Linked DNA regions of Ovis aries: region 2 is linked to region 1. A link is a contact called in public Hi-C data. All regions are on one chromosome and are shown on one strand. Each heading gives the region's core, a stretch centred on a gene start, on an enhancer-like site or on the middle of the called end of the contact. The rest is flanking DNA. Distances are from core to core; before and after follow the strand shown. Region 1 holds the start of GMIP (GEM interacting protein). Region 2 has its middle 23 kb from the start of CILP2.

What was found. A called contact is a pair of places that touch in the nucleus more often than the background predicts.
Region 2: a contact with region 1 is called in a Hi-C map of liver, with 2.3 times the contacts expected there. The contact joins the enhancer-like site here to the promoter of GMIP in region 1. A contact is called at or near these places in 5 of 16 Hi-C or Micro-C datasets (blood, hypothalamus and liver).

The regions. Positions count from the first base shown.
Region 1 is chr5:3,500,918-3,505,525 of ARS-UI_Ramb_v3.0, forward strand. It overlaps GMIP (GEM interacting protein), which reads left to right and starts at 2,496. Exons shown (of 20, transcript XM_042249561.1): 1 at 2,496-2,599; 2 at 3,545-3,678; 3 at 4,172-4,247; 4 at 4,358-4,415. The coding sequence starts at 3,572. It overlaps ATP13A1 (ATPase 13A1), which reads left to right. Exons shown (of 26, transcript XM_027969333.3): 26 at 1-1,598.
Region 2 is chr5:3,586,161-3,590,768 of ARS-UI_Ramb_v3.0, forward strand. No RefSeq gene overlaps it. Among named protein-coding and RNA genes, the nearest start is that of CILP2, 23 kb to the right of the region's middle. Within about 2 kb of position 2,326, at least 3 of the 54 cell types and tissues checked have an H3K27ac peak or open chromatin away from gene starts, as enhancers often do. A contact at or near this core is called in liver, where this site is marked.

The DNA.
Region 1 (4,608 bases), core at 1,246-3,745:
ATCTGTTCGAGCAGCTTTGTGAAGAGACAGACACAGAGCACAAGCGTCTCTTCTCTTCTACACAGACGTGAGATGCTTTCTAATGGCAGATCACCGAGGCTTCCCTGGTTGTACAGTGAATAGGAATCCACCTTCTAATGCAGGGGACATGGGTTCGATCCCTAGTCCAGGAAGATTCCACACGCCAAGGAGCAACTTAGCCCATGTACCACAGTGACTGAGCCCTCAGCTGCAACTGCTGTAGCCCATGCGCCTAGAGCCTGTGCTCTCCAATGAGAAGCCTGCACACTGCAATGAAGGGCAGTCCCTGCTCAGACAAAGCAACGGAGACCCAACACAGCCAAAAATAATACATAAAAATAAATTACACAAAAGTGGATCCCTAGCCAGAGTTTTTGAGTTATGGGAGCTGCTCTAGAGATTTCTTTTAGAAAAACAGTCACCACTGGCAGCATATTCCAGTGACAGAATGGGTTGCAAAATTTGCTTATTTGTGTGACATCTTCAACCTGCTCAGTGAACTCAATCTGTCACTTCAGGGGCAAACAACTAAGTTCAAGTCAGCAGATAAAGTGGCTGCATTCAAACACACACCAGAATTATGGGGGCAACGAGTGAACATTGGGGACTTTTGACATGTTTCAAACGTTAGCAGAGATTTTGAAAGGGACTGAGCCAGGGCCTACTTTCTCCCAGCTGATGAATGATCACCCACCGCAGCTTTCAAGAGTTTGAGCACTACTTCCCAACCACAGAAGACCCCCAAATTGGGAAGGAATGGATCCTCAACCCATTTGTGAAAAAGCCAGGTGGATTGACTTTGTCCATGCTAGAAAAGGATCAGCTGATTGAGATCAAAAATGATGGTGGCCTTAAAAGTATGTTTGAGATCATTTCAAATTTCTGTATGTTCTGGATGGGCTTTCCTAGTGGCTCAGGTGGTAAAGAGTCTGATCCCTGGAGAAAGGAATGGCAACCCACTCCAGTCTGGAAACTCCATGGACTGAGGAGCCTGGTGGGCTACAGTCCATGAGGTCGCAAAGAGTCAGACACAGCTGAGCAACTAACACTTGCAGGCTTGGTGGCGCTAGTAGTAAAGAACCTGCCTCCAACGCAGGAGACTTAAGAGGTACCAGTTCGATCCCTGGGTCAGGAAGATCCCCTGGAGGAGGGCTTGGTAACCCATTCCAGTCTTCTTGCCTGGAGGATCCCGTGGACAATGTGGCCCATAGCCCATAAGGTCCGACACAACTGAAACGACTTAGCACGCACACATGTTCTGGATTAAAGTCAAAGCAGACTATCCAGCGATTGCCACAAAAGCCCTGAAAATCCTGCTTCCATTTCCACTTCCATTCCATCTCATCTTTGTGAAGCAGGGTTTTCTGCAGTGACAGCAACCAGAACGAGATCCCAGAGTAGACCGGACATAAGCAACACACTTCAGATGTCATTGTCCCCCATCAACCCCAGATAGGACCTTCCAGCTGCAGGAAAACAAGCTCGGGGCTCTCACTGATTTGCATTATGGTGAGATGTATACATATTTTATTGTGTATCACAATGTAATAATGAAATAAAGTGCACAATAAACGTGATGCTCTCCAATCATCCTGAAACCATAGCCCTGCTCCGACCGCCCCTATTCATGGGAAAACTGTCTTCCAGAAAACCGGTCCCTGGTGACAAAAAGACTGAGGACTGCTGTGTTCAGTCAGTTCAGTCGCTCAAGTTGTGTCCGACTCTTTGTGGACCCCATGGACTGCACCTTCCCTGTCCATCACCAACTCTGGGAGCTTGGTCAAACTCATGTCCATCGAGTTGGTGATGCCATCCAACTATCTCATCTTCTGGCGTCCCCTTCACCTCCCGCCTCTAATCTTTCCCAGCAACAGGGTCTTTTCCAATGAATCAGTTCTTCGCATCAGGTGGCCAAAGTATTGGGGTTTCAGCTTCAGCATCAGTCCTTCCAGTGAATATTCAGGACTGATTTCCTTTAGGCTGAACTGGTTTGATCTCCTTGCAGTCCAAGGGACTGTCAAGAGTCTTCAACACCACAGTTTAAAAGCATCAGTTCTTCGGCGTTCGGCTTTTGGGGACTTCAGATTCAACCGGAATGGGGCAGAACATCAGACCACCACCAGGGGGCTCCCACTGAGTTCCAAGAGACTTCTGGGCAGGGGTGTCACTGGGTCGTAGAACGGGAAAAGTTTGGGACAGGCTCCTCTGGCCAGGCAGACTGTGTGGGCTCAGTGTAAGGGGAATATGCTGGGGTTAGGGGGCCCCACAAAGATCTGGGAAGAGGAAACCCTAGCCGGGATGGGGTCGTTTCGGCCGGTCACCCAGGAAGTCCTGAGTGCACCCGCGGCCGCTGCGGCAGGGGGCGTGGTCCGCGCGTCTTTGCCTGGAGGGTGTGGCCTAGCAGCAGGGGCGTGGTTGGGGCGGGGCCTTCGCGAGGCGGGGCCGCGCGGAACCCCGGCAGCGGCGGCTGAGGCAGGAAACCGGGGCTTGGCCCCGGCGGCGCCGGCGCGCGATTCCATCCCAGTCCCCGTCCTAGCCGAGCGACCCTAGGGCCGGAGCATGGACTCAACAGAGCCGGGTAGGCGGTCCGGGACTCGTGATCCTCGAGGGGCCTCTCCCGACCGTATCCTACTTCCTAAATCAGTGAGGGTCCCCTCCTGCCCCTCTCTGTCCGGAGAGCTGGGAGAGGAGTTCCTGAATGGGGAGGACGCGGGATTCTCCACTGTGGGGACTCCCAAGCTGAGAGGGGGCCCGGGACACCAGCCCCTGACCCCCTCCCCCGTAAGAGTTCACCCCGGATGTCTGGGGGAGGGGGCCCAGGAAGGGGAAGTGGCCGCTTCTGCTTCTGATATTTGTGATGGGGGCAGGGTGTCACGACTGCTGATGGAGAGGGCAACGCGGCAGGATCCCCACCCAGCTACTCCATTGCCCAGGGAGGGGAACATGCTGATCTGCGCCCCCTAGAAGGGGTGCCTGCAGCAGAAACGTGGCGAGGTCCGACTTTGTTTCCGCCAGTCTTTGTGTCTCTGATTTGCATATCGAGTGTCATTTGGTCTTTATGCCTCTCCGGGTTTCAATCTGCCCGTGTGTGTTTCTGCCGCGGGCCCTGTGCTGGTCTGTCCCACGTGTATTTCCATCTGCCTGGCCTGAGGTCCGTGTGGCTCCATTGTCAAGCTGTCTCTGTCCCTGGAGACAGTGCGGCTGTATCTAGGACATCTGTTTTGTCACTTTGGTTCTAGGCCCATGCATGTGTGGGTGTCTCTGCTTCTCCAAGCAATGCTCTGTGTTGGGTTGCGCCTGAGTCCATCTGCCTGTCCTGAGTCGGGCTCCACCCAAGCCCACACTCCCGCCATCCCAGCCCAAACACCCACACCATCCTGCATGCCCCATGGGACCAGAACTCTCTCTCTCTCTCTCTCTCTCTCTCTCTCTCTCTTTCTCTTTCCTTTCTCTTTCCCTCCTCCCACCCCACCTACCCACCCCCACCCCCACACACACACCACACCGCCCTGCCAAGGTGCAGTGGGTGGAGAGAGGCTTCTGTTGGCCTATGTGTGATACTCCCCTCTCCAAGGGTTACCCCCGGCTCCTGAGAGCAGGAAGAGGTACAGTGACATCTTCCGAAGCCTGGACAACCTCGAGATCTCACTGGGGAACGTGTGAGTCTGAGCCTGAGTCACCCCAAATTCTGCCAGAACCCCTAAATCCCTAACCATTTAGGGTCCCTAAGCCCCATTAGGAACCTGCAGCTTCTGGATGCACTTACCTAATAACCCAAGAAGCCTAAGAGAGGGCCCTCAACACATCTGAATATCCCCAAATTCAACCCCCTAAATCCACCAGCAACCCCCAGAGTGATCCTAGGGCCCCCACGTATCCTTCTCGTGACGCTTGTGACTCCTTAAAACATTGGAGAGCTTTATAATCCTACTCTAAAGCCCAAAGTTACTCAGGATCCTTCAAATTATATCTCAAATTTCATTTAAAAAAAGCTCACTTCCCTCCCTAAAGTCCCATCCCTCAGGACCCAGATATGACAGATGTCACAGAGGTGATATCTAGGACCATCCCCAAACTTCCCTGGGGTCCCCAGCACCCTAGGTGGGACAGACTCGGTGGAGGGTGGCATCCTGACTCCCTGACCTCCCAGGACTCTTGAGATGCTGGCTGGAGACCCTGTGATTTCAGGAGACCTGGAACCTGACAAGAAACCCACAGCCACTTTGGTGAGAGATGGAACCCAGGGGACAGGGAGGAGGGGCCTCAGAGGAGAGACTGAGGAAGGTGGGGCGCTTGCACTGCGTGTTGCTGAATGCTGTCTCCCCCCACCCCTCAGACCAGTGAAACCAGCCGCTGGAGTGGCCCCTCCCCAGAGGATCCTGCACCCCTTACAGGTAGGGGGCTCTGGGGCCAGAAGCGTGGGGGCAGAAAGGAGTCCTTCATCACCAACTGCCTGTTCCATGCACCAGGGGCATGGCAGTGCACACAACAGGCGTGAGCCCCTGTCCTCAGGGAGCCCCAGTCTCAGCAGAGAATCAGCGTAAGATAGCAACCTGGATAAGTAAAAGCAAGGAGTGTTTGGGGAAG
Region 2 (4,608 bases), core at 1,076-3,575, 85 kb after region 1:
ACCTTAGTCGGAAAAGTAATGTCTCTGCTTTTGAATATGCTATCTAGGTTGGTCATAACTTTTCTTCCAAGGAGTAAGCGTCTTTTAATTTCATGGCTGCAGTCACCATCTGCAGTGATTTTGGAGTCCAAAAAAATAAAGTCTGACACTGTTTCTATTGTTTCCCCATATATATCCCATGAAGTGATGGGACCGGATGCCATGATCTTCGTTTTCTGAATGTTGAGCTTTAAGCCAACTTTTCCACTCTCTTCTTTCACTTTCATCAAGAGGCTTTTTAGTTCCTCTTCACTTTCGGCCATAAGGGTGGTGTCATCTGCATATCTGAGGTTGTTGATATTTCTCCCAGAAATCTTGATTCCAGCTTGTGCTTCTTCCAGTCCAGCATTTCTCATGATGTACTCTGCATAGAAGTTAAATAAGCAGGGTGGCAATATACAGCCTTGATGTACTCCTTTTCCTATTTGGAACCTGTCTGTTCAATGTCCAGTTCTAACTGTTGCATCCTGACCTGCATACAGATTTCTCAAGAGGCAGGTCAAGTGGTCTGGTATTCCCATCTCTTTCAGAATTTTCCACAGTTTATTGTGATCCACACAGTCAAAGGCTTTGGCATAGTCAATAAAGCAAAAATACATGTTTTTCTGGAACTCTGTTGCTTTTTTGACGACCCAGCAGATGTTGGCAATTTGATCTCTGGTTCCTCTGCCTTTTCTAAAACCAGCTTGAACATTAGGAAGTTCACGGTTCACGTATTGCTGAAGCCTGGCTTGCAGAATTTTGAGCATTACTTTATCAGCATGTGAGATGAGTGCAATTGTGCGGTAGTTTGAGCATTCTTTGGCATTGCCTTTCTTTGGAATTGGAATGAAAACTGACCTTTTCCAGTCCTGTGTCCATTGCTGAGTTTTCCAAATTTGCTGGCATATTGAGTGCAGCACTTTCACAGCATCATCTTTCAGGATTTGAAACAGCTCAACTGGAATTCCATCACCTCCACTAGCTTTGTTCGTAGTGATGCTTTCTAAGGCCCACTTGACTTCACATTCCAGGATGTCTGGCTCTAGATGAGTGATCACACCATCGTGATTATCTTGGTCGTGAAGATCTTTTTTGTACAGTTCTTCTGTGTATTCTTGCCACCTCTTCTTAATATCTTCTGCTTCTGTTAGGTCCATACCATTTCTGTCCTTTATCGAGCCCATCTTTGCATGAAATGTTCCCTTGGTATCTCTAATTTTCTTGAAGAGATCTCTAGTCTTTCCCATTCTGTTCTTTTCCTCCATTTCTTTGCATTGATCGCTGAAGAAGGCTTTCTTATCTCGTCTTGCTATTCTCTGGAATTCTGCATTCAGATGCTTATATCTTTCCTTTTCTCCTTTGCTTTTCGCTTCTCTTCTTTTCACAGCTATTTGTAAGGCCTCCCCAGACAGCCATTTTGCTTTTTTGCATTTCTTTTCCATGAGGATGGTCTTGATCCCTGTCTCCTGTACAACGTCACGAACCTCATTCCATAGCTCATCAGGCACTCTTTCTATCAGATCTAGTCCCTTAAATCTATTTCTCACTTCCACTGTATAATCATAAGGGATTTGATTTAGATCATACCTGAATGGTCTAGTGGTTTTCCCTACTTTGTTCAATTTGAGTCTGAATTTGGCAATAAGGAGTTCATGATCTGAGCCACAGTCAGCTCCTGATCTTGTTTTTGTTGACTGTATAGAGCTTCTCCATCTTTGGCTGCAAAGAACATAATCAATCTGATTTTGGTGTTGACCATCTGGTGAGGTCCATGTGTAGAGTCTTCTCTTGTGTTGTTGGAAGAGGGTGTTTGCTATGACCAGTGCATTTTCTTGGCAAATCTCTATTAGCCTTTGCCCTGCTTCATTCCGCATTCCAAGGCCAAATTGACAAAAATCAAGAGAGGATGTCACAAGTCAGAAAGGCAGATCTCAGGAGCAGAAAGTGAAGCCTCACCAGCGTGGCTGGACTGAGCCACATGGGCTCAGTGGAACCACAGGGCCATAAACCAGTTCAAGAAGCACTCAGAGGCAGAGAGCACAGTCAGCTCTTGAGCTCATTTGCAGCAAAAATGTCGCCAGAGGCCGTGGGGTGTGAGAGGGAAACACCCAAGGTGTGGGGAGAGCTGCCAGGCAGGTCCTGAGGGAAGGGAAAGTGGGATGCACCAGGAGAGGTCGTCTGAACCCTGGAGAGGAGGCGGAGAGCACAGGTGCTGGAGAAAACCCTGCAGGGGTGTCCCAGGGGAAACAGACGACGTTGCAACTTCTGTGTCCCCGGCGGCCCTAGCGCTCGCTGCTCACTTGCCCCCTCTCCTGGCCATGGCGTGAAAGCAGCTCTGGGTTGGTTTAGCCTCCAGCTTCCGGCTGGGTCTCCTAGAGGGTTTCAATTTGAGCAAACTCCCTACCTCAAATTCTTCACCTAAAGTCGCACTTTACTAACATTTCATATTACATTACTCAAAAAATGCCTGAAATGTGGCCACACGACAGTAATCGAACTATAAGGATTACAGGAGCTCAGAGGAATCGCCCTGCCGGCAGAGCGGGAGCTGATGGCGCCTGCATGCAATGGAGAGGACGTTGAGGCCCGGAGGCTTGGTGACCTGTGCCCCAGGCCCCCAGTTAGGAGAGAGGTAGGCAGACCCAAGGCCTTGAGCCTGAAAGCTGATCAGGGGAGACTGCTCATCAGTACAGCGACTCAAGACGGCAATTTTCTAGAATCTATTATTATTAAAAATGCACACACTCTCTCCCTCAGCAGTTTGCCTGCTGATAATTTTCCTACAGGAACATGCAAATGCCTGCAAAATGATGCACTTCCTGCTACATTTTTTGTAATTGCAAGAAAAGGAAAAGAAATATTTGTCAGTTGAGAACTATTTGGAGCTTCCCCAATGACTCAGCAGTAATCTGCCTGTGACGCTAGAGATGCTGGTTTGACCCCTGGGTTAGGAAGATCCCCTGGAGGAGGAAATGGCAAACTACTCCAGTATTCTTGCCTGGAAGAAATCCCGTGGACAAAGGCGCCTGATGGGCTACAATCCATGGGGTCGCAAAGGGTCAGACACGACAGCATAACTAAGCCCGAAGCACAGGGACTGTTTAAATCAGGCGGTTGAGTCATGTAGTGGAATAGTATACAACCATTAAAAAGCTGAAGCCGTTTTTCTCCACAACGTGTTACTGTAAAGAATAGGAAGATAACAATTTGGTACATTTTTTAAAATGAGGTATCCAGATAGCTTTGGAAGGAGACACGGGTCACATCCACGACCACTGGGGAAGGAACCAAGGATCGGGGATTGGTGCAGACTACCCTTGGGCAGTCTGCATTCTAGAAATCCCTAAGGGCCTGGTGGGCTACAGTTTGTGGGGGTCTCAAGGGTCAGACACGGCTTAGCAACTAAACAACAACAAAAAGAGGCTTGTGCAGGAAGAGGAGGAGGAGCCCTTGGAACACTGACCACGCCCCAGTCAGTTCTGCTTGTCACCCACCCACTAATGCTTGGCTTGGCCTACGTGATCCGGGATCTTACCTGAGAGGAGGCGCACTGGAGAAGGGTCTATCTGGAAAGCCGCCGCTCAGGGAGGAGAGGGTGGGCGATTCAGGCGCTGATTCCCACCATCGTCCACCAGGGGTCGCCAGGGCCCTGCAGAGAGTACAGAGCTGGAGGCCTGGAGACCTGCTGCTCCCGGGCAAGGGACCCCAGGATGGAAGACCCCTTACCTGCTAGCTGTGGGGTTCAAAGGCAGATCCACACAAAGGGTCAGGCTCGGGGCAGGAAACAGGACCTCCGCTGTCACTATTCTGCTCAGTGTGTCCCTTGCAAAGTGTCTGACCACCCTCACTTGGGCACTCTCCCTCTCATATTTGCATGTGTGTTTGTGGTTTGCATATAATATGCACGATTTGCTTTATTTGAATTAAATGCATGTGTGATTTGCATATTTTTGCATGCCATTTGTGTAGTTTTTTAGAGACCTTTTTTTTGTGAGCCAGTTTGTTGGGAGACGGAGACTGGGAATCCATGTCCTGGGCAGCCTCTGAGAGGTGAGGGGACACCTCCAGGTTCTATGGAATCTCATCTCCATCCCCTGGTTGGGAGCCCCAGGAAGGCACACTCTCTCTGCTTAGAGCCCCACCCTCTGAGACAAAAGCCACCGTAACCTGGGCAGGGTTTCAAGCAGCTGGACACAGAGTCTTGAGGGCTACTCTGAGGTGTCTAGGCTAGAGATGGGTTTAAATGGAGGTTCTGGTTCATTGGATCCAGGCCAAACCTGGGAATCTGCATTTCCACCAGCTCCCAGATAAGGCTGGCATTCTGGCCAGATGTCTGGGCAGAAAAACTGCTAATATTCTCTCTGATCCACACATCTTAATCCCAAGGCCCCCACCAGAGAAAAATTCACTCTCATATTAATCATAGAGGCTTCCCAGGCGGCTCCTGCCAATGTAGGAGACCTAGGTTCAATCCCTGGGTGGGGAAGATTCCCTGGAGAAGGAAATGGCTACCCGCTCGAGCATTCTTGCCTGGGAAATGGACAGAGAAACGTGGCAGCCTATAGTCCATGCAGTCGCGAAAGAGTC